Linked DNA regions of Columba livia: region 2 is linked to region 1. Evidence: chromatin contacts called from public Hi-C data. All regions are on one chromosome and are shown on one strand. Each heading gives the region's core, a stretch centred on a gene start, on an enhancer-like site or on the middle of the called end of the contact. The rest is flanking DNA. Distances are from core to core; before and after follow the strand shown. Region 1 overlaps PKIG (cAMP-dependent protein kinase inhibitor gamma). Region 2 holds the start of GDAP1L1 (ganglioside induced differentiation associated protein 1 like 1).

Region 1 (7,100 bases), core at 3,276-5,775:
CCAAAAAGTTGCCTTTGACAAGGGGCCCTGGTCACCATGACCGTGGACCGTGTGTGAGACTGGTCCAGTCTCAGCCGGCGGTGACCGTGTGCTGGGAGTATTTCCATTCTTTCTGGGCTTCCCTATTTGTCTTCTGAGTAAAAGACTGATCTCTGAAGGTATGTGGTGCATATATACACCTATAGAGAGAGAGCTAGTTAGATGGATATGAGAGTGAATTTCTTCCTTTTATAAAGCAAATGATAAAACGTCACTTTTAAGAAGATGACTGCAGTAAGAACCAGGCTTTTTTTGGGTAATTTTTCTGCAAAAATGGTTTCAGAAGGAGAGTTGCTTGTTTGGATTCTGAACGGTGGATTGTTAATCCTGTTTAATAAAATAACTGATTTCTATTAAAAAGAGAAATCCTCTTGCCTTTCTGTTCAAGGGAAACAAGGTTCAAGGAACTGCGGTCCACACCGTGAGCCATCGTAGCCCTGCTAGAGCAGGAGGGTTAATGAGTAGGTGTGGTGGGAGCTTTGCCAGCCCAATTCCTCCCATCTCCTGTGGCCAGGTCAGAGCACTTGGACAGCCAGCCGAAAGGTACCTGCTCCCTTGCTCGACAGGCAAGTTGGCTTTATGGACGCAGGTTGTTCCAACCTCACGTGTCCTTTTCCCTTTGTTAATCAAAGGGATGTGTCTCACTGCTGGAACAGCAGCACCAGCGCTGTGTACTCACTTTTTCGAGAATGTATCCAAAATAGTTTACAAGAGGTTGTTTCTGCATCTGCTGAGTTTTGCAGAGGAGGCTGATGCCGAAAGCCGGACATGGTGCAGCCTGGCTAATGGGCTGCGCTGTGCTGTCAGCGTTTGCTGGAAGACTTGCTGACCATTTAGTGCTCAGAGTTTTGGGAGGTCCAGCATGCCCCTGTGTCCAATGAAAGTGAAGGGCTGGGAGCATCCATGTGTTTAGCAGCTTTGTAAGTCAGGATGTGGCTGGATTAAACCAGTGCCCTTGGTCTTTCAGCACAATCGGTGCCGGCAGCTGACCCGGCTCTTTCGCTTGCAGGGGGAACCTGATGCTGGTTGGCTGGCCAATGGGTCCCTAATCATCTGTCTAAATATAATTCTGGAACAGATATTTTCTGACCAGGGAGACCTAAGATTAGCCCGTGCTTGACTGCTGGAGGTCTTGCTTGCTGCGTAGTCCCTCTGCACTGCCCTTTGGCTTTCTCTGTGTGTGTCAGTGTGAGCCAAAAATACTGTTCAGTGGCAGTGAGGAGAGCTGGAAACAGGGCTTAAACACCCAAGTGTGTGGTCAGCCAAACCCAGGAGCTCCCTGCTGTTTTGCCACTGAGCACAGGGAAATGGGAGCAGGCTCTTGGCTGCTGTCCGGGCATGGAGCTGCAATGGTATCCAGGCAGCTCCGGGACCAAGCGGGTTTGCAGCTGCCAAAGCAGCAGATGCAGCCGCTACCTGGCTGCCAAATTCTTGTTTCCCATGGGGGCTGGAGCCATGGACATCTCTCTGCTGGCCCTGTGGCCATTGCTTTTTGGAGGCCCACAGACACTTCCCCCTCTGGCAGCTGCTTCTCTGCTTACTTACGGCCTAGTTTACACCAATAAATCTCAAACCTGCAACATTCAGTTCTTCCCTAGGCTGTCAAGGTGATGTCCTTGTAGCTCTGTGCTGCAGAGTGAAGACGTCTGATGTCTGGGCTGCTCCACCAAGTCCCAAGCCAGCCTTGAGCTCTCACAGTGGATGAAACACATCTGGGGAAAGCGCTGCCTGGCAGCAAACTTGGGAAAGCTGGGGCAGACTTTTAGCATTTTCTGTGCCCGAATGCATCTGCTTCTACCTGGGTGCTGCAAAGCAGACCCAAATGGAAGGGACTCTCCTGTAACACAGCTCTGCATCTCCCTATCAGGGTAAGCTGAGCCCTGCAGCTCAGCCTGCTACAAGGCAAAACAGAGGAAGAAGAAACATGCAGACAGAAAACAACACCTTCAGTACTTGAAGACTGTGTTATTTATTCCAACAGCTTATATAGTTTTATCAAACCATCTTTACCACAAAACATGTCTCCTAAAAGAGAGAACAGTGTGAGATCCTACCAGAGATCATCTGGGCTAACAGCTTGCAAAGTTAAGCCTGAATTTCAACAGTCAAACCAGCAAAATGTTTCTCCCCTCCCCTTAAAATCCTAAAACCCAAAGAAAAAGATGCCTGTGGCTGGTGCTGCTGGATCTGTAGGTGGAGCTTGCCCACACGGAGCTGTGCTTTGGTCCTTTCCTGATGCCAAGCGGCAGCAGCACAGGTGACATGAAGGCAGCGGGACTGGCCGGGTCCCCTCCCTGCTGCCCACCCTGACAAGAAGCCACATGGATGGTCCAGAGGCCAAGTCAGGTCTAAGATGTGGATGAGGGTGAGGCTTAGAAGAACCAATAATCTAAATTTCTAATCTATGGAAACAGAATAAATAATAGTCTAAATTTGTGAAGGAGGAAGGTACCTTGGACAGGAAAGTCTGATGTGTCTATTATTACTGAAATTGGCTTTTCCCCAAGGGGAAAATTGCAGCTAAGGCATCTTGAGAATGGCTCATATCACTGCAACCATGGCAGTGTTGCTCTAAATCATTAGGGATGGGAGCAGAAGTCTTTTGGAGGTGCCAGTCCTTGCACAGCATCTCGTGGCTCTCTAAACAAAAATGGTTGCAGCAGAGGCATTTGACAGACAACTTGCTGTCCCACATTGGCTTTTATCTGCAGATTAAATAGCAAATTCTTGTTCCAGGCTCACAGCAAGGCCCTCCTCCCATCCCATCCCCTCCCCTGCACACTGTCATGGGGAGGGACTGTCTTCTTGCTCATTTGGACTTGCTCCAGGGTTGTTCTCAGAAGAAGCGGCATCTCCTTGGGTTTCTGCTGAGGGAGGATCGGGAAGAAAGCACAGTTGGTTACACTGCTGAGAACACAAGTGACCAGTAATTGCTACAGCTGGTTATATTCAGATTGCCATCTGAGGACCTATCGCTACCTTCCTGCAGCCATGCATTTTGCTTAGAAGTATTGGGTTCCCTCCCTTCACATTCCTGGAGTACAAAGGCTTCTTGACACCTGGTGATGCTGGGAGGGAGCCTTGGGGCAGGGACGTGCTCTCCTCGTCCAACCCGTAACAGCATCTTGCAAGTGCTCCAGGAATGTCTGCCCAACAGCCTGGCAGCTATCTGGCAGCTACTTTTATCTCAGAAAAGCTCTGATTTATGCTTTTTATGGACAGGTGGATGGGCATATGCTAGTATGGACACATTGGGGTAACGTGTTTTAAAGTATTTTTCGTAGTTACAGATTGTAGTTTGGAGGAGTAAAAGAGAAAGGACAAAAAATGAGCTTATCTCCTGCAGTGGTGCTGTATGTTTTGTGGCTTATTAGTGAAATCAGTCTGGCTGGTTTGCTTGGGCTCTGGATGGCGGATTTATGCTGGTTGTAGTCAGCTGGTCAGTGTGAATTGAGCATGGTGATACTGCTGCTGTGTTTGGGCTATGGGGGAAGATTCAGAGATCGCTAGTGGTGTTTAAAATTATTTCTGTTGTTATTTTAAACACTGTAGAACTATTTGAAGGCTGATTTGTCTTTAAAAATCCCAAAACCAGCCAACAAAGAAAAAGCTAACTGTAACCTGCCCCACATTTGGGTTTTTTATAAAGCCTAAGATGTGACTGATTTGTAATTCACTCTTGGTCAGTCTATCTCTTGTTTGAGCACTCATGCCTCTACAAAACCACCAAGCAAAAGGCCTCGACTGCATTGTGCAGTGAACCCCAGGACCATCCTATTTGTTGCAAAAGCCCCTCAGCCCGGGGAGTCTCCCACTCGCTGAGCACCCACCAAGCACGAAGGCGCTGACTGCAGCGAGGAATGGGACGTTCCTCCTGAGCACCTGTGATGCTCCAAGGGACGCACCAGTCGGCTGCGCTGCCATTTCGTGCCTTGCCCTTCCAGCACCAGGAACCGGGCTTACTGGTGTGTGCAGCAGCTCACCTGGTCCTTCCACAGAGAGGTTACCTATGTCCCCGGTCAGCTTACGCATGCTGATGGTGGTTGCCTCTTGCTGGATGTCGTAGACAGCGTTCCTCCGGCCAGCCCGATCAGAGGAAATAAAGTCAGTGTAGGTGCTGGACTCTACCTCCATTGCATCTCTATATGTCTGCAAAATGCTGTGGAGAAAACACAGCTGTGAGATCAAGGCTGCTCAGCAAGGCTCGAGTCATGGCCCCCTCTGGGTTAGGTTACTCCGTGGAGTTAAATTACAGCATGAAAAAATAGTCCCTGTAACTCTGCTCCGGTTCCTCGAACAGGAGCTGCTGAAATTTCAGATATCAACCCCATCTCGTGAGGCGAGTGGGTGACCCATCATGTAGGGTGACCCCCCATGCCAGGTGACCGAATGTGTCGGGTGACCCACTGTGTTGGATGACCCACTGTTTTGGGTGACCCACCGTGCCAGCTGAGGGCAGGTAAGCAGGAAGGATCCATCCCAGCTGCCTCACCAGCCCTTGCTCTGCCACCCCATTGCAAAGCAAGGCATTCGCCTCTCCTTTTGAGTTTCTGGCGTTCTTTAGGAGCTGCAAGGTCGCTTGTAGCAGCTGCTTCCTACAAAAGAAAAGCGCTTACAGAAAAAGCCCTCCTTTCTCCTCAAAATGCCACAAGAGCTTTGAACAGAGGCCAAGTTTGCCTCGCTGCACGGGGGATGGGGTGCCGATCCAACCTGAATTTGTAATAGGAAATGATCAGGCCCCCATGGATACACGCTGGAGAAGGCGGGGAGCAGGGGAGTGTGTTACAGGTCTTTGGATCAGTACTGGCCTCCACTGGCTGTTGGATGTCACTGAACAAGGGTTGGGCTGGACGGCTTTGAGGTAAGCACTTTTAACACGTGAAAATCCGCCCTTTTGTAAGACGTTTGGATCCCTTCATTCCAGGTTTGTGTTTGTGCCAAGCGCAGAGCACAAAGAAAAGCTCAGAATGGCCACTCTCACCCGCAAGTACCACTATGAGCCAGCTCTTAGGTCAGCCTGGTGAGTCCTTCAGCTGTTGGTTTTTCATTTTAACTGATGGTTTAAATTGCCAGCATTGAGTCCAGAGACCTCAGCAGCTCAGGGGATGTATCATAGGTGTCTTGGCTCCTGGGCATAGAGCTGGTGAGCACAAGCTGCCTCTGTGCTGGAAACCTGGTGCCCTTGGGTTCTGCTCCTGTTTACTCAGTTTGGCACTTAGTTTATTTTTCTGTGCAGAAATTAGAGATTAATAGTTGTCTTATCTGCGGTTTTGCCCGCTGTAAAAAATGCCTCTAGCCCTGCTGGTGTTGTCAATACTTGAAGGAGGTTCTGATTAGAAATGCTGGTGTCTAATGTAAAATAAAAATATCCCGCTGCTTGTTATTCACTCGAGGTTAATGTCCCACTGAGCATCCATCATTCCTCGACAGGTCCTCCTCGCAGCTTAGGGGCTGCTGCTGACCTGTAGATGCCAGAGAGATGTCACCCGGATCTGGGAGGCTTCCCTAAGGGCTGGGGTCCATCTCCACAAGCTGTGATGTGAGGCCAGTCCAGATCTGATATGATCAGCAGTCCTCCTGCCCTTGCACCGGGAGCTGGTTTGCAGAATGGACTCCACAAACCAGGGAGCAAGAGCCGACCAGCCCCCGGGATGCAGCATTTTCCCTTGATGTCCCTTGGTGTGCTCAGCTGCAGCAGCGCTCTGCCCAGCGACTGAATGCCCCATGGCATGGGGAAAGGATGGGATCCGGATTTAGAACAGCAGCAGGAGCCAAGTGTGCAGAAACGGGCAGGTTTGGGTCCCAGCTCGATGGCCGGGAGGTGGCGTGTGTGATTTATTTATTTTCCTTGGCTGGGAAGATTCCTGCCTTAAGCTCTCCATGGAAAGAGCTGGAGAGAGGCAGATTTATGAGCAAAGCTTTCAAATTCGTGCAGTTCCTTCAGGCTTTTGAAGGTGGGCGGCTCTCAGAAGCCTTGCAGGCAGATCCCTCCCCGCTGGCAGAGACACTCCAGCCTCTGCCTCCGGGCAGCTGTTGGACCGAGGAGATGATGGCATGGGGTCCCCTCAGTTCTTGGTAGAAAAACCTGACTTTTAAAGAGCATTTTCACTTTTCCAGGCAGGTGCAAAACAGTTCAGGGCGTTCTTAGTCAGTGGAAACATATTTTAACATCTGCCAGGGGCAAGAGAGGAATCACCTTCCCTCTTGCCCACGTAGTTCAACCTGAAACTGCGTCACCATGGACAGTCATTTAGCGGTGGCAGGGGGTGACAAGGGAGGGTTCATCACTCACCAGATCCCCATCTTTGGTGTTTCATACTCCCCTGGGCCAGTGGGAGGGGCTGATGTGCCAGCTCTTGCCAGGCGTTGCAGAAATAAGCCCGCAGCACAGCACACGATACACCGCGCAAGGGTTTCCAGGGCGCTTCAGAGATGATTCAACTTGTCCCCAGAGGGTCATTTGCTGCCTCCCTGCCCTCCTTGCTGCTGATGGGAACAGGAACGGTCCCTGCGCCCTTGGCACAGCGTGCCAGCCCGTGGGGACAGGGCAGAGGATGCATGGCGCGGTGACAAAAGCCACAGCCAGGGGACTGGGACCTGCTGCCCGTTGCACATTCCTGAAAAGCTTCTCTGTGCTGCTTGGAGGGAGACTGTCCCCTCTCCACCATGGGAACACAGTGCTACCTGTCCCAGGGCAGCTGGCCACAAGCGAGGAAACCCCTTGCAAGCTGCCACAGACACCAGACACATCCCCTGCGCCACCTCTGCTCCCCTGACGGCTGAAATAAACTCTGCCAAACCTGCCATTTGGCCCGCTCTTATTTTTCCAGTGTCTTGCAAGGACTAAAAAATCTGGAGCTGTCATAGTCTTGGCTTTACTGGCATGGACTGGGCTCCCAGAGCCGTTTTGCGGTGGGACCGCAGCTGGGCTTGCTGGCACTTTCCGTGGACATCACCCAGCAGCTGCTGGAGCAGCTGGCTGTCCTCTGGGGAGCTGTGGCTCCGCACAGCGGGGCTGAATTGTACCCTTTTAGAAGGTGGTTGCTAGGGAATGAAAGGGT
Region 2 (7,100 bases), core at 2,331-4,830, 140 kb after region 1:
ACTCCACAACCCCCTGGGCAGCCTGTTCAGTGCTCTGTCACCCTTACTGAGAAGAAGTTTTTTCTCAAATTTAAGCGGAACCTCTTGTGTTCCAGCTTGATCCCATTACCCCTTGTCCTATCATTGTTTGCCACCTCACCCCCCTCTTACCTCCTGTGAAGTTCTTCTCCATGTAGTCAATGATCTGGTTGTAATCGCTGATGATGTTGTCCCTGTGGATGATGACGGGCACCTCCTCCCCCAGGTTGAGGCGCATGAACCAGGGCTCCTTGTGCTCCATCAGGGGCATGCTGACGTCCCGCTCCTCGCAGGGCAGCCCCTTCTCCGCGATCACCAGCCGCACCTGGGACAAGAGACGGGGAGAAAAGGCTCAGCCCCATGCACCGGTCTGACCCCGAGAGCCACACCACCATCACCCCATCGCACCTCCCTGGCCCTCCCCTGCTTCAGCACAGCGATGTGCCATGACACGCACTCATCCTGCAAGCAGCCAAGCAGCCCCTGGCGTGGGGCAACCACAAAATCCAGGCAGCCAAGTGAGGATTTCCCTTCCTAGCACATGGGGGAGAACCAAACCCATCCTAACTTTGTGGGATCATGGACCATCCTCCCTCTGGTAGCTGGTGGCCCCTGTGACAGGCAGAGGGGCTGGAGGGCTGAGAGGCCAGCCCTTGGCAGCAGGTGGAGGGAGGCAGCAGCTCCCCAGCTGGGGAGGATCAGGGATGCTGATATGGGTCCCAGCACACACCTGGGGAGGAAGAGGAGGAAGCAGAGGCTGCAGCAATGCTATGCTTTACACCCAGTAGGTGCTACTGCCTGGCTGAAAGAAGCTTGGGTGCTAACTCAGGTATGTCCTGCACTTGGGGGTGTTCTCTGGCTTTACCAGCTGTGCTTTGAGCAGGGAGAATGCTCCCTTTTGTGTAGGGTTTCAAGCAGCCTGCATGGCATCCCTCCTGCTCCATGCGGCCACTGACCCAGGGGCATTGCTTCAGATGGTGCTGAATGTGCACTCAGGGGTTGCATTTTAGGCCTCTGGGTTATAAAAACCTGACTGTTGTGAACTAAGTGTGTCAAATAGGAAAAAAAAAAAAAAAACAAAACCAAAAACCAAACCCTTGGTGGGATTGTCAGGCAGCCGCATTTTACAGAACTGCTGAATGAGGGAAAAGTGCTTGTTTTTCTCCAACTAACAGCAGCTAAAAATATAGCTTAACAAATATAAGCATTTCTATGAGTACTTCAGAGTTTCTGGGGAATTAGTCATTAATTATTTACAGGGCTGGCAAATTAATTTTTTCTTTTAAAGTCAAACAAGGAAAATCCTGGCTCCCATAGCTGCAACTTGCTCTTGGCCTTTTCCTCCCAGCTGATGGATAAACCCCAGGCAGGACCAGCCAGGGCATCTGTCCCCAAACTCTCCGAGTGTCCCTGTTTTGTTACCAAGAGCTGAGGCCGAAGGCCTGGCAGGAGGACTCAGCTTCTGGGGTAACCCTGGTGCCGGTGGGTGAGGGGAGCCCCTGCCAGCACCCCAAGGATGGGTCCTAGCCAGGGACAACGAAACATGCTTGGGCCCCTCAAATGGTCCCTGCAGTGCCGGCACGGCTGCAATGAGGCATCTTGTGCATAACCCAATGCTGGCTGTAAAACTCCAAAAACCCTTTGCAGGGAGGGCCAGATCCTGGCTGGGGCTTGGGATCATTCCCACAAACAGCCCCAGCACCGTGGGGGTTGGTTCTGAGCAGCTGAGCAGGAAAAGCTTCACCTGCAACTGGCTCTGTGCAAAACTCCTCTGCAGGGGGGTCCTGTGCAACCCCTGCCATTCCCCACCCTGTCCTGTCATCACACCAGCTTGGTCTCCATCACCTTCCAGTAAATGCTCTTTCCTTGCAAGTGACCCCAAAACCGAAGCTGGAAGCAGCGCCGGGGGCAGTGGCTCCAAGTGTGCCCTGCTCTGTCCCCAGCCTCGCAGAAGTGAGGCTGGTTGTAGGAAACCCCGTACCAGAGGCTGAACTGCTGCCTCCCTGCTGCTTGGTGGCCAAACAAGCAAGACAAACAAATGACAGAAAGCCCAGCACAAGGTGGGGAAAGGGGCGCGAGCATCCCTCGCCGGTGCAGATCAGAATCCCGTTAGTCACCTGCTACCAGCAGAGACCATGTGCAGCCACCCTGCTGCATTGGGCACCCTCCTGGTTCTTTGTGCCTGTGAGCAGGGACAAACATCTGTCCCTGGCCTCCTTGATGGGCTCACGGGAACCCTTGCACTGGACAGATTTCATGTTCCCCGCCACCCCTCCCAACAGCCCATTCCCCATGTCAGATTTATGGTGTGGGAATAACAGGGGGGTTGGGGCTGGGAGGAGAAGGTCAGGTTTGTTACACATGTGCTGTGCTGCAAAATGAGCATTTACTAGTGCCCAGAAAATGGGATTTCTCACTAAGGCAGCCCAGAAATAGGATTTCCAGGGTGCTGCTGCAATGTCAGGGGTAAACTGCTGCGTGCCAGGGTCCGCTCCATGGAAGGAGCCCGGTTTGGGGGCTGCCCCCCCCATCCCGGCAGCAGAGTGGTCCCGGGCCTGGCTCAGCCTTTGTCTGCACTCCCGGCCATGCCGGAGCGGGGCTGTGAGCCAGCACAAAGCCTTGGCGGCTGCCGGTGCAAGCCATCATCCCAAAGCAAAAGCAGGATTTGGCTGAGCCCCCCCTTATCTCCATCCCCTCCCCAGGCGGATGCTGTTAAAACGCAGAGCCCCAGGTACAAAGAGCTGCCCGGCCACACACTACTGCCCTCGCCAGCCCTGGGGACCAGCCCCTTGCTACCCCAAGAGTGCATCCGTCCCCCCGACAAGGGGATGCCCTGGGGACTGGAGGTGATTCTTCCCTGGGAAACCGGCCGGGTGATTATTATTTTTACCTTTTGTGAGCTGAAGGACTGCGTCCAGTGATACAAAACCAGTCTGTCCTGGGATTTGAGAGCGGGGTCTGTCGGGTCCTGGTTTTCCTCCCCCTCCGTGGATTTCCCTGCATCGTTCTCCAGCGCTGAGATGGGCCACCAGCTGCAGTTGGTGGGAGTAACATTATTGGGAGTCGCCATGACAGCCTGTGAGCGAGCGGGGAGAGGGACGAGGCAGCGAGCGGCGCTAGCCCAGCATCACATGGGCTCCTGCCAGCAGCATCACTCCCGGGGCAGCTCCATCCATCTCCCGGGCCGGGGTGGGCAGCGCGGGGCGGTGGGTGACGGGGGTCACGGGAGAGGATGGCGGCCGTGGTGACGGTGCCGTGGGTGAAATCGCAGCCCGTCCCCACTCGTGGCGGGGCTCCCACGGAAACGTGCAGGCATCGCTTCAATAGGCGAGTCTGCAGCGGAGGCTCCTGCTGCCTGCCTGCCTGCTCAGCAATCCGGGGCAGCTCCAACCCCTGCGGCTCCCTAGGAATATTTTGCAGCAGAGATGACGATTTTATTTTGAGTGGCTTAGATATGGCACATATATAACAAATAAGCTACGTTGGTGGATTGTGGCTTTACAATGTCTAGCAGGTGTCTTGCCTGCCTTGCAGCCTTAGTGGAGAGGAGCAGAAATGGCTCTTTAAAAGTATCTGGAGATTTTGTTTTTAGAGCACAGATTAATGACTGCCTCATGGTTGTTGTGCAGCCTGTACCGGGGTAAAGCCCAGGAACTCTTGGTGTGTACCAGAGCCCCGGGATGCCAGGCCAAACCGGACGAGCCCTCCTGCACCAAAGCAGGCAGGGCTGGGGGTCATTTCCAGAATTAGCAAGGTGTGTTGCAATCGCAAACCAGCTGGATTTCCACTGCTCAGAATGTGCTGAGGCTTCTGTAGCTGCTGCTCTCTGGATGCTACGAACATCACCCAGAGGTTTGCAGGTAAATGCCTATAGGCAGCTGACACATTTCTAAATGTAGTGACCTGGACACATGAGCCTTATGACAGTTGGTTTCATCACACTCCATCTCTGGAAATCTGGCAGCCTGGAGATAATTTCCCATACATGGGACCAGTTGCCAGTTCTAGGAGGTAAAACCAGCCTGGTTTGGGGGTCATAGGGGCAAGTTGTGGAGAAGACAGAGGAGAGAGCTCTGCAGTCTTGGGCTTGGGGCTGTGAGATGGTTCTGGGTGCAAATGTGGCTCCTCCATGCAGTGCTCCCATCTGCACCTGCGCTGGAGCCGATGAGGTTGTCGTAGATATGGAGGGAAACAGGAGGGTTTGGAAGAGCTGGTTCAAGTGGGGAAACTGAGGCACACTTTGAGTGCTGGGAGGGATCAGGGCCAAACTGGTACCTGGCTGCAGGGACATAGTGAAAGGAGCGATTTTCTGAGGGTTGGGAGATGAAAATGAATCCTTTGGTGCTGTGATGTCCTGCTCCCGAGGACATGCAGGGGTGCGATGGTGGGGGAGTGAGGCTGGGAACCTTCTCCTCTGCAGGCAGCAGCCCCCAAAACCATCCTCCCTCCCCAGTCCAGGGCTTCGCTAGCACTGCTGGAGACCCCGCACTGGCCTTGGGAACACCCGCAGGGGAAGGCTCTTGCTTGGCCTTTGCTTTGGGGCTGCACTGTCAGGGTGGGGGCCTGTGCTGCTGCAAACTGAGAGCAAACGGGGCTTTGATAGAAGCGCTGGTTCCATTGCTTGGTGCTGTCCTGCCCTGTGCTGCAGCCTCTGCTCCTGCCCACGCTGTGCAGGAGAGCCTGCGCTCCCCAAGAAGCATCTTTGGAGGCTCCTTTCACTTGAATAGGACACCTTTGGGTTTAGGAAAGGAGCGGTTTGACCAAGCAAAAGCAGTTCTCTCCTGTGGATTGCTGTCTAGAAGGCCCCATCTAGTGGTATATTTTGTGATGAATTAATGTTGCGCCGCTGGGAATAAAAAATGACAAGTTGCTGCGTCCCTCTGAGTCCTGCAGGTATGGGTCGTCTCTGGAAGTGCTTATTTATTTAGTTGGGTTTGGGCTTGCCAAACTGAGCAAAGCTTGAGGGGCAGGAGTGGTGCCAGTCCCCTTTAGGGGTGTCCTGACCTTGCGTGACCTTGATCATCCCCAGCTCTTGTCCCCAGCTTTCCTGCCTGTGGAAGGGGACGATGCTGGGCTGCCCCATGGGATGCCGTGCAGCTGGACCCGGTGGCATCAGCAGAGCCCTGGCAGAGGGTGCCATCGGGGCAGGATTGTGGGTGCTGGCACTTTGGGAATAAGCAATCTGTGGCGTCTCGTCTCAGAACTGATGGAAATGTTACAGAGGGGAAAGAGCAGGTGGATGGAGACGACCACAGGACTTTGCAGGCGCAGAAGCAGCTTCCGTGTTTTAGAGGGAGAGGATAGAATCAGCTCCGCTGATTTCTCTCCCACACCCCCCCGGTGGCCTGATTCAGCGTCTGCCAACGTAAAGCTTAGCTGGGACTTGGTTTGGCTTCTGTAAAGTGAGAAATAAATGTCATTGATCCAGTGTCCTTCTGCATCCTGCTTCAGCTGAATTAGTCCTGAAACAGGACAGGCAAATAACTTGTGAAGTGCTGGGGGTGCAGGGGAGCTGCTGAAAAACCCCAACCTGGATCTGCTGAGGTGGAAAGTAAAGAGCTGGGATCTGAGCTGAGGAAAGTCTTGGGAGCGCTGCAAGCCCACCGGTGCATTCTCAGAAAATTTTAGACGTATTCTTCTATAGATCGATTGGGGACCCATCCTAAAGCACCCCTGGACAGTAAAAAAGGTCTCAGGCTGGCTGGGGCAGGTACGGTGGCAGTCTGGAGCAGTAGCGGGGCACCTCTGAAGCTGAGCGCTGATGCTCGTCAATCAAGCTAATTGTGTTCTGCAGGAGTTCCCAGAGAAAAGTGCCTTTCTCTGGTGATGTGTGAAGTTTGGGGCAGGCAGTTAGCAGGAGTTACGGAGTTAGAGGAGGGAAGGTGTGAGCTGAACTGGGAAGGGTTTGAAGGCAATGGCAAGTTTGGGACTGGGACCTCTTAGAGCTTGTCATGTCACCAAGAAGAGACAGTCTGAGCAATGTGAAGTTAGCAGCAACCTAGCAGATACCTAGAAACATTTACATTTAAAAGCAAAGTATGTATTGTACCAGATTTACTGATGGGAGGAAGAGAGAACGTGAAGAAAACCAAAACTGTGTGCGTGGGTCTGCAGGATAGTGCTGGAAGAGGAAGGTGAAAGGAAGGGGATGTAAAGTACTAACCCCAAAAAACTGAGAAATCAATTAGATCTTACGTGAGAGTACAAGCCAACAGTGCACACTGAATAGCTGCACAACACTTCAGAGCAAAATAACAGTTTTAGTTGTATTCTCATTTTAACTTATTTGGATTTATTTGAACTTCAAATCTGAACTTCCTGGATCCATACTGTACATTTTAGGGATGATTAGAATCAAATCTACAGACAGCAATTATCATCTAGCATGTCTGAGATTTCTCTAGCAGTATTTTCCTCGGTTGTTCAGCGTGTGCTGCTACTGAAAGCAGACATTTAGTGGCTTGTTTTTCTTTAAAAAAGAAAAAAAAAGGTCATGAGCAGAGACGAGTGTAAGTCAAATTATTCAGGCTTTAATTTGCTGGGTTTTGACAAACATTTATTAATGCAAGTCTCAGCAACAACATTTTTTATTTCAATATTTTCAACCAGCCGGAACGTTATAGCTCTACACCACAAAGCCTGTATGACACACATCTCGTTTACTCTATTTCCACACTTCGTGTATCAAACATACTCAGAAACAGCCTGTCCAGATGGCTCCACAATCTCCACTCCTGAGACAGCATGGCCTAGAAAACCCTGCTGGCCTGCTTCACTGCCCCCTAAATTATTCCATCTGTAATGCACAAATAACAAAATATATTTTTGCTTCTAAGAGCTTCACGCATCTGCAGAAAAATAGAACTGCTTAAGAGGGAGCTTGTCAGATAATGAAAGGGTCCAAGCACACACCTGCACACGCCGTGCCTCCCAACAAATTTGTGAAGAGGAAGCATTCAGAATTCAATCCAACTAAAAAGGAGCCAGACAATGTTCAAGGAAAGGAGATCCAGCCAATCCAGAATACTGAACGCCTTCTCACTCTTCTCTCCAGAGCAGGATGAGGAAGACAGAGCTCTAGC

The links. A called contact is a pair of places that touch in the nucleus more often than the background predicts.
Region 2: a contact with region 1 is called in a Hi-C map of crop, with 3 times the contacts expected there. The contact joins the promoter of GDAP1L1 here to the enhancer-like site in region 1. A contact is called at or near these places in 2 of 2 Hi-C or Micro-C datasets (crop and liver).

Annotation. Positions count from the first base shown.
Region 1 is chr16:4,986,561-4,993,660 of bColLiv1.pat.W.v2, forward strand. It overlaps PKIG (cAMP-dependent protein kinase inhibitor gamma), which reads right to left. Exons shown (of 5, transcript XM_065031976.1): 4 at 4,023-4,198; 5 at 1,985-2,903. The coding sequence ends at 2,824. It overlaps ADA (adenosine deaminase), which reads left to right. Exons shown (of 11, transcript XM_065031968.1): 11 at 1-399. Among named protein-coding and RNA genes, the nearest start is that of PKIG, 15 kb to the right of the region's middle. Within about 2 kb of position 4,526, at least 1 of the 3 cell types and tissues checked has an H3K27ac peak away from gene starts, as active enhancers do.
Region 2 is chr16:5,131,510-5,138,609 of bColLiv1.pat.W.v2, forward strand. It overlaps GDAP1L1 (ganglioside induced differentiation associated protein 1 like 1), which reads right to left and starts at 3,581. Exons shown (of 6, transcript XM_065031980.1): 1 at 2,909-3,581; 2 at 151-343. The coding sequence starts at 3,088. It overlaps LOC102093653 (oxidative stress-responsive serine-rich protein 1), which reads right to left. Exons shown (of 4, transcript XM_065031987.1): 4 at 6,527-7,100.